Linked DNA regions of Pan troglodytes: all the other regions are linked to region 1. A link is a contact called in public Hi-C data. All regions are on one chromosome and are shown on one strand. The core of a region is the stretch at or near the end of the contact, and the rest is flanking DNA. Distances in the headings are between cores, read along the strand shown.

The links. A called contact is a pair of places that touch in the nucleus more often than the background predicts.
Region 2: a contact with region 1 is called in a Hi-C map of stem cell-derived neural progenitor cells, with 2.7 times the contacts expected there. The contact joins the promoter of KIF2C here to the promoter of HECTD3 in region 1. A contact is called at or near these places in 1 of 7 Hi-C or Micro-C datasets (stem cell-derived neural progenitor cells) and 1 of 1 datasets of contacts at active chromatin or transcription factors (stem cell-derived excitatory neurons).
Region 3: a Hi-C map of stem cell-derived neural progenitor cells shows a contact between it and region 1, with 7 times the contacts expected there. The contact joins the promoter of CCDC163 here to the promoter of HECTD3 in region 1. A contact is called at or near these places in 3 of 7 Hi-C or Micro-C datasets (induced pluripotent stem cells and stem cell-derived neural progenitor cells), 1 of 1 datasets of contacts at active chromatin or transcription factors (stem cell-derived excitatory neurons) and 1 of 1 other capture datasets (stem cell-derived neural stem cells).

Annotation. Positions count from the first base shown.
Region 1 is chr1:185,951,341-185,955,121 of NHGRI_mPanTro3-v2.0_pri, forward strand. It overlaps HECTD3 (HECT domain E3 ubiquitin protein ligase 3), which reads left to right and starts at 1,869. Exons shown (of 21, transcript XM_016961571.4): 1 at 1,869-2,343; 2 at 2,526-2,686; 3 at 2,939-3,031; 4 at 3,111-3,246; 5 at 3,549-3,664; 6 at 3,750-3,781. The coding sequence starts at 1,975. It overlaps UROD (uroporphyrinogen decarboxylase), which reads right to left and starts at 2,021. Exons shown (of 11, transcript XM_513127.7): 1 at 1,863-2,021; 2 at 947-1,400; 3 at 213-325; 4 at 17-96. The coding sequence starts at 966.
Region 2 is chr1:186,226,712-186,230,320 of NHGRI_mPanTro3-v2.0_pri, forward strand. It overlaps KIF2C (kinesin family member 2C), which reads right to left and starts at 1,690. Exons shown (of 21, transcript XM_001151337.7): 1 at 1,031-1,690; 2 at 17-111. The coding sequence starts at 1,100.
Region 3 is chr1:185,464,967-185,468,279 of NHGRI_mPanTro3-v2.0_pri, forward strand. It overlaps CCDC163 (CCDC163 homolog), which reads left to right and starts at 1,795. Exons shown (of 6, transcript XR_010154163.1): 1 at 1,795-1,924; 2 at 2,013-2,111; 3 at 3,164-3,248. It overlaps MMACHC (metabolism of cobalamin associated C), which reads right to left and starts at 1,422. Exons shown (of 4, transcript XM_024345381.3): 1 at 1,043-1,422.

The DNA of each region.
Region 1 (3,781 bases), core at 619-3,118:
TTTGTGGACCCCTCACCTGCAGAGTCAGTTCACAGCAGGCCTCAGGAGAGCGACACGTGCTGAAAAAGTCCTGGGCAGCCCGGGTTTCCCTAAACTCTGCATACAGAGGGAAGACAGGGCTCAGCCTTGAGGCCCTCCAGAGCCCTCCCCTGCCCCTTGAAAACTTTTCTCCCTCCGGAGTTTTATCTAGATTTCCAGATCCTGACTCTTACCTGGTAAGTAACGGCCTGCCTGGCGCATGCACCAAACGGGAGTGTAGTCTGTTTCCTCTCCCCAGGCTGCTCGCAGGAATGTGTCATTCTTCAGCTCCGGAAAACCCTGAGGTCTGGCGATCAGGTGGGGGTGGGGGTAGGTGTCAGTATGCTACGCTGGAGGCTGGGGAAAGCGCGGGTTCATAAGGCCGATTCAGTCCAGGACCGCTATCTACCCCCTCCAGGCCAGCTCCCAAACCCTGGCTTTCCGCCCGTTCCGCCTCCTCTCTGCCTATCAGGTGGTGCACAAACTCCAGAAGGGCCCGCCCTGGGGCCTCTTCCCTCCACTTAGTCTCTACTCTTCCAAGCTCGAAGCAACCAGAGGGACTGGGGGGAGGGAATGAAGGCCCACTAAGGATAGTTTGGGGGTCTTCGAACTAGTGAGCCTCAGAAACGGGAATGTCACTGGGCTGGTTCAGGGGCTGAGAAATCCCCAGGCTGGGGGATAAAGAGGGATCAGAGTTGATGGTCCCAGAATAGAGATCCTGGTTGGAAATCCTGAGGCATCCCTTGAATTAAGGCCCTGGGATGAACGTCTCAAAAATCCATGGTTTTAGGATTCAGGATCCCAGCTAACGGAGTTCAGGTTGGGAGGTCTCCAGGGTGGGGAAAGGGGAGTACAGGGATAGAGTCCTGAGTTGGAAGACTCAAATTAGAAGCCCGGCTAGCCACACCGCGTGCTCTGGAGAACTCACCCCAACCCATTCGCTTCCATGGTCAGCTGTCTGTAACTGCGAGCTCAATCCGCAATTTAACCTGAATCTGAGCCTGCCCCCCAGTCCAGGCTCCGCCCCTTTCTGTAGGGAACCAAGGGCGTCGCCATGTTGAAGATCACATGATCGGACTCCAGCGACAGCTCCAGGGCTGCCCTGGCTGCTGCCCGTAGGACCCCTACCTTTTTTCACCGTAAAGTTCGCTGTAGCGACGCAACAACAAAGGCCCAAAAGAAAACTCCGCTGTAAATGTATCTTAGGGTGACATGAGGAATTTGTTCTCATCTGACAGTCTGGGTATCCGGAGGCTTGGCGCAAGTCCCACTCATGATACCAACAGTCTTATCCAGCCAGGTCCATACTATAGCCTGGACCTATAGTAGGTGCAGAGGTTAGCTCTGCTCAAGACAGCCCCGGCCTTTAAGGAGCTACAAGACTGGGGAAACAGAAATCAGCAATCACATTAAAATGAATAATGATCTCCAGTGTCCTTGGGATTAGGAGTGACAAACAGAATCAACCCTAATGACTCAAGACTCCTGTCAGTGGCAGGGGAAGGGGCCATTGTCTCAAACACTTTAGTCACACCACCCATAGGATAGGGAGTCCAGCAGATTCGCTGGGAGTGGGAGGAAAAACAGCAGGCCGAAGAATCAGAAAAATGACTGTTGGCAATGACCCAGGCTAGCTAGAATGGTGACTTGAATGAGGGTAGTAGCAGTAGAGATAAAATGGTAGTCACAAGGAAATGGAGAGAGGGAGATTGATCAGGTAGCAATCACCAATCTTGGGTTTGGTCGGCTGGGTTAGGGTGGCACAGAGATAAGTAATATGGTTGAGTGTGGGAGTACACAGTGCAATACAGTGAGAGCTGGGGTGCGCTTAGTCCAGAACATACGGCAAAGGCTGGCCAAAGGCGGGGAAGGGCGTGGTGGGAAGCTCTGTCGGCGGTCGCGCCAGCTGTTCCCCGGGCAGGGTCGCCTCTAGGCGCTCACCTCCGCCACTTCGCCATGGCGGGTCCTGGCCCGGGCGCGGTGCTGGAGTCCCCCCGGCAGCTGCTGGGCCGCGTGCGCTTCTTGGCAGAGGCCGCGCGGAGCCTCCGCGCCGGGCGGCCGCTGCCGGCAGCGCTGGCTTTCGTGCCGCGAGAGGTGCTCTACAAGCTTTACAAGGACCCAGCGGGACCGTCGCGCGTGCTTCTGCCGGTGTGGGAGGCAGAGGGCCTGGGGCTGCGTGTGGGCGCCGCAGGCCCAGCCCCCGGTACCGGCTCCGGGCCCCTCCGCGCCGCCCGCGACGGCATTGAGCTCCGGCGCGGCGCCTGCGTGCGCACCACGGGCGAGGAGCTGTGCAACGGCCACGGGCTCTGGGTGAAGCTGACAAAGGTGCGCTCTTCCCTGCCCAGGACCCGGTAAAAGACCCCCGGGGCCAGAGAAACCTCTGGCTCTTTGCCTTTCCTCCCCTGTATTGAGTTGGCATTGCGTTCGGCGCCCTTTGCCCTGGGCTGGGCACGACAGGCGGCTGGGCAGTTCCCTGACGGCTGTCCCCATCCTACGCGTCCCGGCAGGAGCAGCTGGCAGAGCACCTGGGCGACTGCGGGCTGCAGGAAGGCTGGCTGCTGGTGTGCCGCCCGGCGGAGGGCGGAGCCCGCCTGGTACCCATCGACACTCCCAACCACCTCCAGCGGCAGCAGCAGCTCTTTGGCGTGGATTATCGGCCGGTGCTCAGGTACTGCACTTGAAGGAGCGGGGCTGGCTGTCAGAAGGCCGGGCCAGGAGGGCTTGGGAACACTTCAGCCACAGCCTGGGGTGGGTGGGATACTGGAGCGGAGGCAGGGTTAAGAACAGAAAGGGGCGGGACGTGAAGGGGGCTCGGGTGGAGACTGGGAGATAGAGCCCTGAAAAAGGCTACACGGCATGGAGGTAGTGTCTTGCTGACCGCTGATGTCTCCCCATCCCACTCCCTACTCTGTGCCCACAGGTGGGAACAGGTGGTGGACCTGACATACTCACATCGCCTGGGATCGAGACCTCAGCCGGCAGAGGCATACGCAGAAGCTGTACAAAGGCTACTGTGAGTGAGCTGGAATGGGGTGGGGAGGAAGGAGCTCTGCGTCTGGGCCCAGTCTAATTAGGGGCTTGGGGTTGCTTAGCTATGTACCCCCGACATGGACCTACGAGTGCGACGAGGACCTGATCCACTTCTTGTATGACCACCTGGGCAAGGAGGATGAGAACCTGGGTAGCGTGAAGCAGTATGTGGAGAGCATAGACGTTTCCTCCTACACGGTGGGTGCTGGGGCTCCTCCCACCCCAGGCAAGATATAGTCACACCCCTCAAGGCTAGATCCAGAAAGAACCCCCACCTGCAGGCCAGGACCAAAACAGGGTACCCACAGGCCACACTCAGTTCAGCTCCCCATCTTGGACGTCTGTAGGACCCCTTACATACCCAGCGGCCCCCTATCCCATACCAGTTGCCTGTTAGCCCAACTTCACTATGCTTTCTCTCTGGTGCTCCTGGCCCAGAGCACAAGCCCAGTGCAGGGAGGGAGGGTAACTGCTGACTTCACGTCTCTGCCCCTCCCCAGGAGGAGTTCAACGTGTCCTGCCTGACAGACAGCAATGCCGATACCTACTGGGAGAGCGATGGGTCCCAGTGCCAACACTGGGTACGGCTTACTATGAAGAAGGGCACCATTGTCAAGTAAGTAGGCTCTGGGCAGGACAGGGTGGGTGGGCTATGTCCCTGTGGGTTCACAAAGACTCATATTCACACTCTGACCCTTCAGGAAGCTGCTACTCACAGTGGATACCACAGATG
Region 2 (3,609 bases), core at 440-2,939, 280 kb after region 1:
TTTTCATAGAACCTACCTCTTTGCCCTTTGTGGCACCTCCTTCTGCCCATTCCACTGAAACACAGGATTTCTCCAAGTTCACAGTCCTTACATTGGCACTGTGAATTAAACCTATAAAGTATGAAAAAACCAGAGTTACCCATCTCTTTCCTGAGAGCTTCACTTTTAGGATTCCACAGAGATTCCCAAAGTGGAGTTAACCTGAAGGAACAGGCAGCTACCTTAAAAACAAAACAAAACAAAACAAAACAAAAAACTAAGAGAAACAAATAAATCTCCTGGGCTTCACCTTTAGAATATCCACAGTGAGGTGGGCTGGGGACAGGTTTTTAAACTGAGCTGCATGGGATAAGGATTCACCCCTACTCAAGAGAGCCTACAAAAAAAGAGAGAGCCTACAAAAGAGAACATACAAAAGGTATGTTTGAGCACAGGATTCCCCACAGCCCTTAGATGAACTTTTCCTCAACATAGCATTGAGGATCTGGCCCTTTTGGGGTTTTCCTAACTCATTTCTGGCGGTCATATCTGTCCATTTCCCTAATGACACGGGTATCAGACCTGCCAGAACTGCGGTACCTGCTTAAGCAAAAGAGAGAACGACTACAAGCTCCTCAAGAGCAGGGATCTTGTCTGTCCCGTTTACCTGACATACCGCAACTGCGCAATATTTATTCGAGAGTAAAGGGGCCAGGAGACCGAGGTCCCCGTAAGAGCAGGGCATTTTCAGGGGAGAATTTTGGAAGGGAAGTGAATTTAGAAGCCCCAACTTCCCTGGGAGGTCTACCAGCCTTGGAGAAGGTCCGCCCACTCCCAGAGGACTGCGAAAGGGACCCACGTACAGCGCAGGGACTCTCACCCCTGTGTAGGCAAGAATGACTGCCAGTGCAGAGACCCGGAGTGAGTGCGTGTGAAAAGGAGGGAGGGAGAGAAAGAGAGTGAAAGCCCATCTGTGTGTCCGGGGAGGGGCAGTAATTTCAGTCGTCTCACCGCTCACGAGTCCCCTTGACCTAGGGACCCCGCTCCTCACCATTACTGCGTTGGATCTTGATAGCGAGACCGGGAAACAGGCGGGCCTGAAGCGACGAGTCCATGGCCATTCGGAGGGTCAGCAAGGAAGAGAAACGCGCAATACCAAGAAACCTCAATTTCGCTAACCCTACGAAGTCTTAACGCCGCGTAAACCGCCGCAGTTTAAAACCCGCGCGCAAGCGTCCTTAAAACGTCATTCCGCTGTCCCCGCCCTCGCTTCCGCCAGTCAGCGGCGCCCTGCGGAGCCTTGGGGGAGACGCAGTTCCGAACCATCTTCCGACGCTCGGCACCGCCCATGCGTCTGGCCACACCCTCGAGCGCTGTGCCTTCTGGGAACTTCGCCGCTCCGCGGGGTCTGGGGCTCCCAATTCTGGTATTGTCCTCGGTCACCTTGTACTGCGGGGTTCCCGAAAACTGGGAAACTTCAGTATGTATTTGACAGTGAGGGCTCTGGGATCCTACAGACATGGGTTCGAATCGTAGCTTCTTCAATTGCAAGTTCAGTGACCTCGAGCAAGTTGGAGACTTGGCCGGGCGCGGTGGCTCACTCCTGTTAATCCCAACACTTAGGAAGGGAGAGGTGGGAGTGATCGCTCGAGATCAGAAGTTCGAGACCAGACAGGGCAACATAGCCATGACCCTGTTCTCAAAGCAAAACAAAACCACAGATTAGAAACTTGACTTAGTTTTTCTTATTGCATAGTGGAGAAGCATGTTGCCTCATTCAAGGAGTTATGTATAAATTTCCAGAAAGACACTGATTCACCAGATATTTATTGAGTGAAGTCTACCACCTGCTAGGCATGGTACCAGGAAATGGAGATAATGAACTAGACACATAGTTCCTGTCCTTTTTTTTTCTTTCTTTCCATTTAACCCTTAGTGGACACAGCACATGTTTCAGAGAGCACGGGGTTGGGGGTAAGGTTATAGATTAACAGCATCCCAAGGCAGAAGAATTTTTCTTAGTACAGAACAAAATGGAGTCTCCTATGTCTACTTCTTTCTACACAGACACAGTAACAATCTGATCTCTCTTTCTTTTCCCCACATTTTCCCCTTTTCTATTCGACAAAACCGCCATCGTCATCATGGCCCGTTCTCAATGAGCTATTGGGTACACCTCCCAGACGCGGTGGCTGCCGGGCGGAGGGGCTCCTCACTTCTCAGACGGGGCGGCCAGTCAGAGACGCTCCTCACCTCCCAGACAGGGTGGCGGCGGGGCAGAGACACTCCTCAGTTCCCAGAGCGGGTCGCGGCCGGGCAGAGGCGCTCTTCACGTCTCAGACGGGGCGGCGGGGCAGAGGTGCTCCCCACATCCCAGACGATGGGCGGCCGGGCAGAGACGCTCCTCACTTCCTAGACAGGATGACGGCTGGGAAGAGGCGCTCCTCACTTCCCAGACTGGGCGGCCGGGCAGAGGGGCTCCTCACATCCCAGACGATGGGCGGCCAGGCAGAGACGCTCCTCACTTCCTAGACCGGGTGGCGGCCGAGCAGAGGCTGCAATCTCGGCACTTTGGGAGGCCAAGGCAGGCGGCTGGGAGGTGGAGGTTGTAGCGAGCCGAGATCACGCCACTGCACTCCAGCCTGGGCAACATTGAGCACTGAGTGAGCGAGACTCCGTCTGCAATCCCGGCACCTTGGGAGGCCAGGGCTGGCAGATCACTCGTGGTCAGGAGCTGGAGACCAGCCCGGCCAGCACGGCGAAACCCCATCTCCACCAAAAAATACGAAAACCAGTCAGGCGCGGCGGCGCGCGCCTGCAATCCCAGGCACTGGGCAGGCTGAGGCAGGAGAATCAGGCAGGGAGGCTGCAGTGAGTCGAGATGGCGGCAGTACAGTTCAGCCTCGGCTTGGCATCAGAGGGAGACAGGGGAGAGGGAGAGGGGGAGGGGGAGGGAGGGGGAGAGGGGGAGGGGGAGAGGGGGAGGGGGAGAGGGAGAGTTTTTTTTTTTTAATTAGAGACAGTGTCTTGCTATGTTGCCCAGGCTGGTCTTGAACTCCTGGGCTCAAAGATCCTCCCTCCTTAACCTCCCAAAGTGCTAGGATTACATGTGTGAACCACCAAGCCCGGCCTCCTGTTCTTGACGATCTGCCTGCCTCAGCCTCCCAAAATGCTGGGATTACAGGCGTGAACCACTGTGCCCGGCCAGGAAAGGTCTTGTTTGAAGAACTGGTGACTGGAAGGCAGTAGGGGAGAGGAGCATCAGAAGAAGTTGAAGAGGTGGGGAGGGGCAAAATCATAGAGCATCTTGTGGCCTGTAGTAATAATTTTGGCTTTTATGCTAATGAGAAGTCATTGAAAAGTTTTAAGCAGGGGACTAACAAGATCTGATTTACATTTTACTTTTTTTTTTTTTTTTTTTTTTTTGAGACAGAATTTCATTCTTGTTGCCCAGGCTGGAGTGCAATGGTGTGATCTCGGCTCACCACAACCTCCACCTCCCAGGTTCAAGCAATTCTCCTGCCTCAGCCTCCAAAGTAACTGGGATTACAGAGATGCACCACCACGCCCGGCTAATTTTGTATTTTTAGTAGAGACGGGGTTTCACCATGTTGGTCAGGCTGGTCGTGA
Region 3 (3,313 bases), core at 545-3,044, 490 kb before region 1:
AGTCTCAAGCTAGACCCAACCTACTTCTCCCTCTATATCCTCTCCCAGGACTGCTGTGAGCCACTCAGCAGAAGGAATGGGAAGTGGGTAGTCTCTTAAGCATCAGGCAAAGGGCTCAAGCTGAGCTGATTTAGCTTTATAACTTAACTGCTCAGTGCACAGGGCACTGATGTGGGGAAATGTAACTGTGTAAATGGGGGTCGGGGTGCGGTGCTGAGACTGCTGTGCCAGGCAAGTGTACAAAGTTTCATTACCCAGCCCAGCACTGATGACTGGAAATATCATGAATTATCCTTCTGTTGGTAGAGGGAACAAACCAGCCAATTGTTTGCCAGTTCATCACCAGGAATGCCCTTCCTTCCTCAGCTGACCTAAATGATAGCTATGCAAACCTTCTAGGCTTTGCCCTCTCCTAAATCCTTTAGGAAGTTCCAAGGTGACTTTGCCTCACAGGTCCCTTTCTTCTTGTAAATTATATAGGTGACAATCTGAGCCACACACGCTACAGGTCATATGGTGTCTCCCGTTAACGAATCCGGCATTACATGGGGGTAAAAGGTTAAACATGCGACAACTTTTTTTTTTTTTTTGACACGGAGTTTCGCTCTTTGTTGCTCAGGCTGGACTGCAATGGCGCAATCTCGGCTCACTGCAACCTCCGTCTCATGGGTTCAAGCAATTGTCCTGCCTCAGCCTCCCGAGTAGCTGGGATTACAGGCATGCACCACCACGCCCGGCTAATTTTATATTTTTAGTAGAGATGGGGTTTCACCATGTTGGCCAGGCTGGTCTCGAACTCCTCACCTCAGGTGATCCGCCCGCCTCGGCCTCCCAAAGTGCTGGGATTACAGGCGTGAGCCACCATGCCCGGCCTCGACCACTACCTTTTTAACCCAAGCCCCCACTGAAACGCTGTCCCTGTTGTCACATGGACACTGGGCTGCAGGAACCCAGGAGGATCAGAGGCTCCCGAGGCCTCACGCCAGTTGCAACGAAGCCAATCATATATTTCGCCCTAGAACAGCAGGAGGGATAAACTAACCTGGAAGGGGTAAACCTCGAAGCCAAAAGGACATAGCGTGTCCTCGATCTTCTGCTTCAGCTCTGCGACTTTCGGCTCCATAGCGCACGTTACACGCTGAGCTTGCTGGGGAATGAAGTCTCAAGGACAATTGGGCCGTTACGTTTTGAGTCAGCTTCGACTCCATTTCCCAGGTAGGAAATGGGTCCAGTAGCGGGACCATATTGCCTATGCGCGATGCATCTTGGGATGCGTAGTTCGTTTCCTCCTTGGAGACAGCCACACGAAATCGGGAAGACTCAGTTTCCCGGCAAGCTACACGGTGGGGGTGTGCATGTACGTGTCTCTTCTAGAGAAAGGTAGTTCCACCGCCTCCATCGCCGGTTGTGTTCGCAAGAGGCGAACTCAGTTTCCCAGGTGGCGCTGCGGCAGCCAGTCCAAAGTCGGACTTTCAAAACCAACCCGAAGTTTTGAACCCGGCGGCGGCAGTTGTCACTGGCACAGGTTTGGCGTGGCGGCGCCAGTGTACTACTTCTGGGGAGGTCTCGACCAGGTTCTGGCACCTTCAATCCCCACCTGATATCTGCGTATCATCACGGTATCCCGCTTTTCCCCCAGTTCCCCAAGAGCGTCCTTCCTTTCCCTAGTCACAGGATCGCAGTTTTGGTCTGATAGCGCATCCACCTACCCCAGTGTTGCATCCCCACTTCCCTCTTTCCATCTAACGTGGTGGCCTTTCCTGGGGATACCTTGGGTATCCCCCGCTGGGAGAGCAAGCACAAGACACCAGGGAGCCAGACCCCTGCCGCTCCCCTGCCACAGGATATGAATACGAGCCTCAGCTGGTTGGAGCAGCTGGATGTGCTTCTCAACGCTACTGATGGAAATGTGGTCCGGAATAAGGTGAGGGGTTGGTGGAAGTCCCCAGTTTGCGTGGGGAGGCTAAGGGACTCTCAGAGTTCATTGGCCTGTGCATCTGTTTCTTTTGTAGCAGTGGCTGTATCCTCTTGGGGTCTCCACAGAGCTCATTGGCCTGTGCATCTGTTTCTTCTGTAGCAGTGGCTGTATCCTCTTGGGGTCTCCACCGCAGGTAAGTAATGTCTCTTTCTACTTCCAAGCCCTTTCTCTTTCTGTGCCTTCCTCCAGTGCCCGTATCATCCATTATTCCTTCCAAATTCCAACTCTGTCCTTTCCTGAACTCTGTTTCCCCACACAGACCCTGCACTTAACCCTTCGTTATTTCCTCAGCCGGGGACCTGGCTGGGACCTGGATTTCCTCTCATCACTTGCCTCTGCAGTTAGGAGTCCAAGCTCAACAGCCTTGGGCTTTAGAGACTCCCATAGTTCCACAAAGGCTGAGCTGCCCTGAGTCCTAGAGCCCATCCTCTCTCTGGGATGAGGTTGCTATTCTCTGATCCCAATTTCAATCTCAGGCTCAGGTGAGGCTTGGAATCCTTGGTGTGTATATGTGATGTTTGTGTGAGATGAGGATACTAGGGGTCGGGAAAAACTGTTATACAGTAGTTCATGTGTTTTTTTCTGCCTGGGGAGGTGACAGGCACTAAGGCAGGCAGTGCAGGGCCTGCTAGAAGAGCGAGAGCAGCAGAAGTACCAGATCAGTGTCCTGGAAGGTATCTGGCCAGTTATTTTCTTCATATACACAGCTTCATATGTATGCACACAATTTTGCCACACACCTGTTGTGTGTGCACATGTGTCTTGTTTTGCAAGTAGAGTATCTAGGGTCTTGTGAAACTCTTAGAGAGGATGATCCCTAACTTGTCCCACTACAGCATCACTAAGGTTGCTGCAGGGGGCCCCAAAGGGGAGTGCTTTTCTCCTGGAGCAACGCCTGGAGGAGCTGAGAAGGGAACTGCAGGGCCTTCAGAGCCAGGTGTGGGAGCAAGCCCAAGCCCCAGCCCAAGCCCAGATGCAAACAGGACCAGGAGAATGCAGTACTACCAATGGCCTTCCTCAGGAGCTGCAGACTGAGTAAGGGATAGGCAAGACCTTGCCTTCTTGAGGCCTTTGAACTTTTGGCATTTGTAGTGGGACAAGTTGGGGATCATCCTCTCTAAGAGTTTCACAAGACCCTAGATACTCTACTTGCCTTCTTACTCTGGTTTTGTTGATTGACTTTAGAATAGCACTGCTGTCACTCCTACAGTGCTGTGGGAGGACTCAGAGATTATGCAGAAGGAATTGAAGTTGCTGCAGTACCAGTTGAGTAAGTAAAAGGTGGTTGGGGGCAAATATGCATTTCCTTGTCCCCTTTTCTGGAAAGTCATCTTC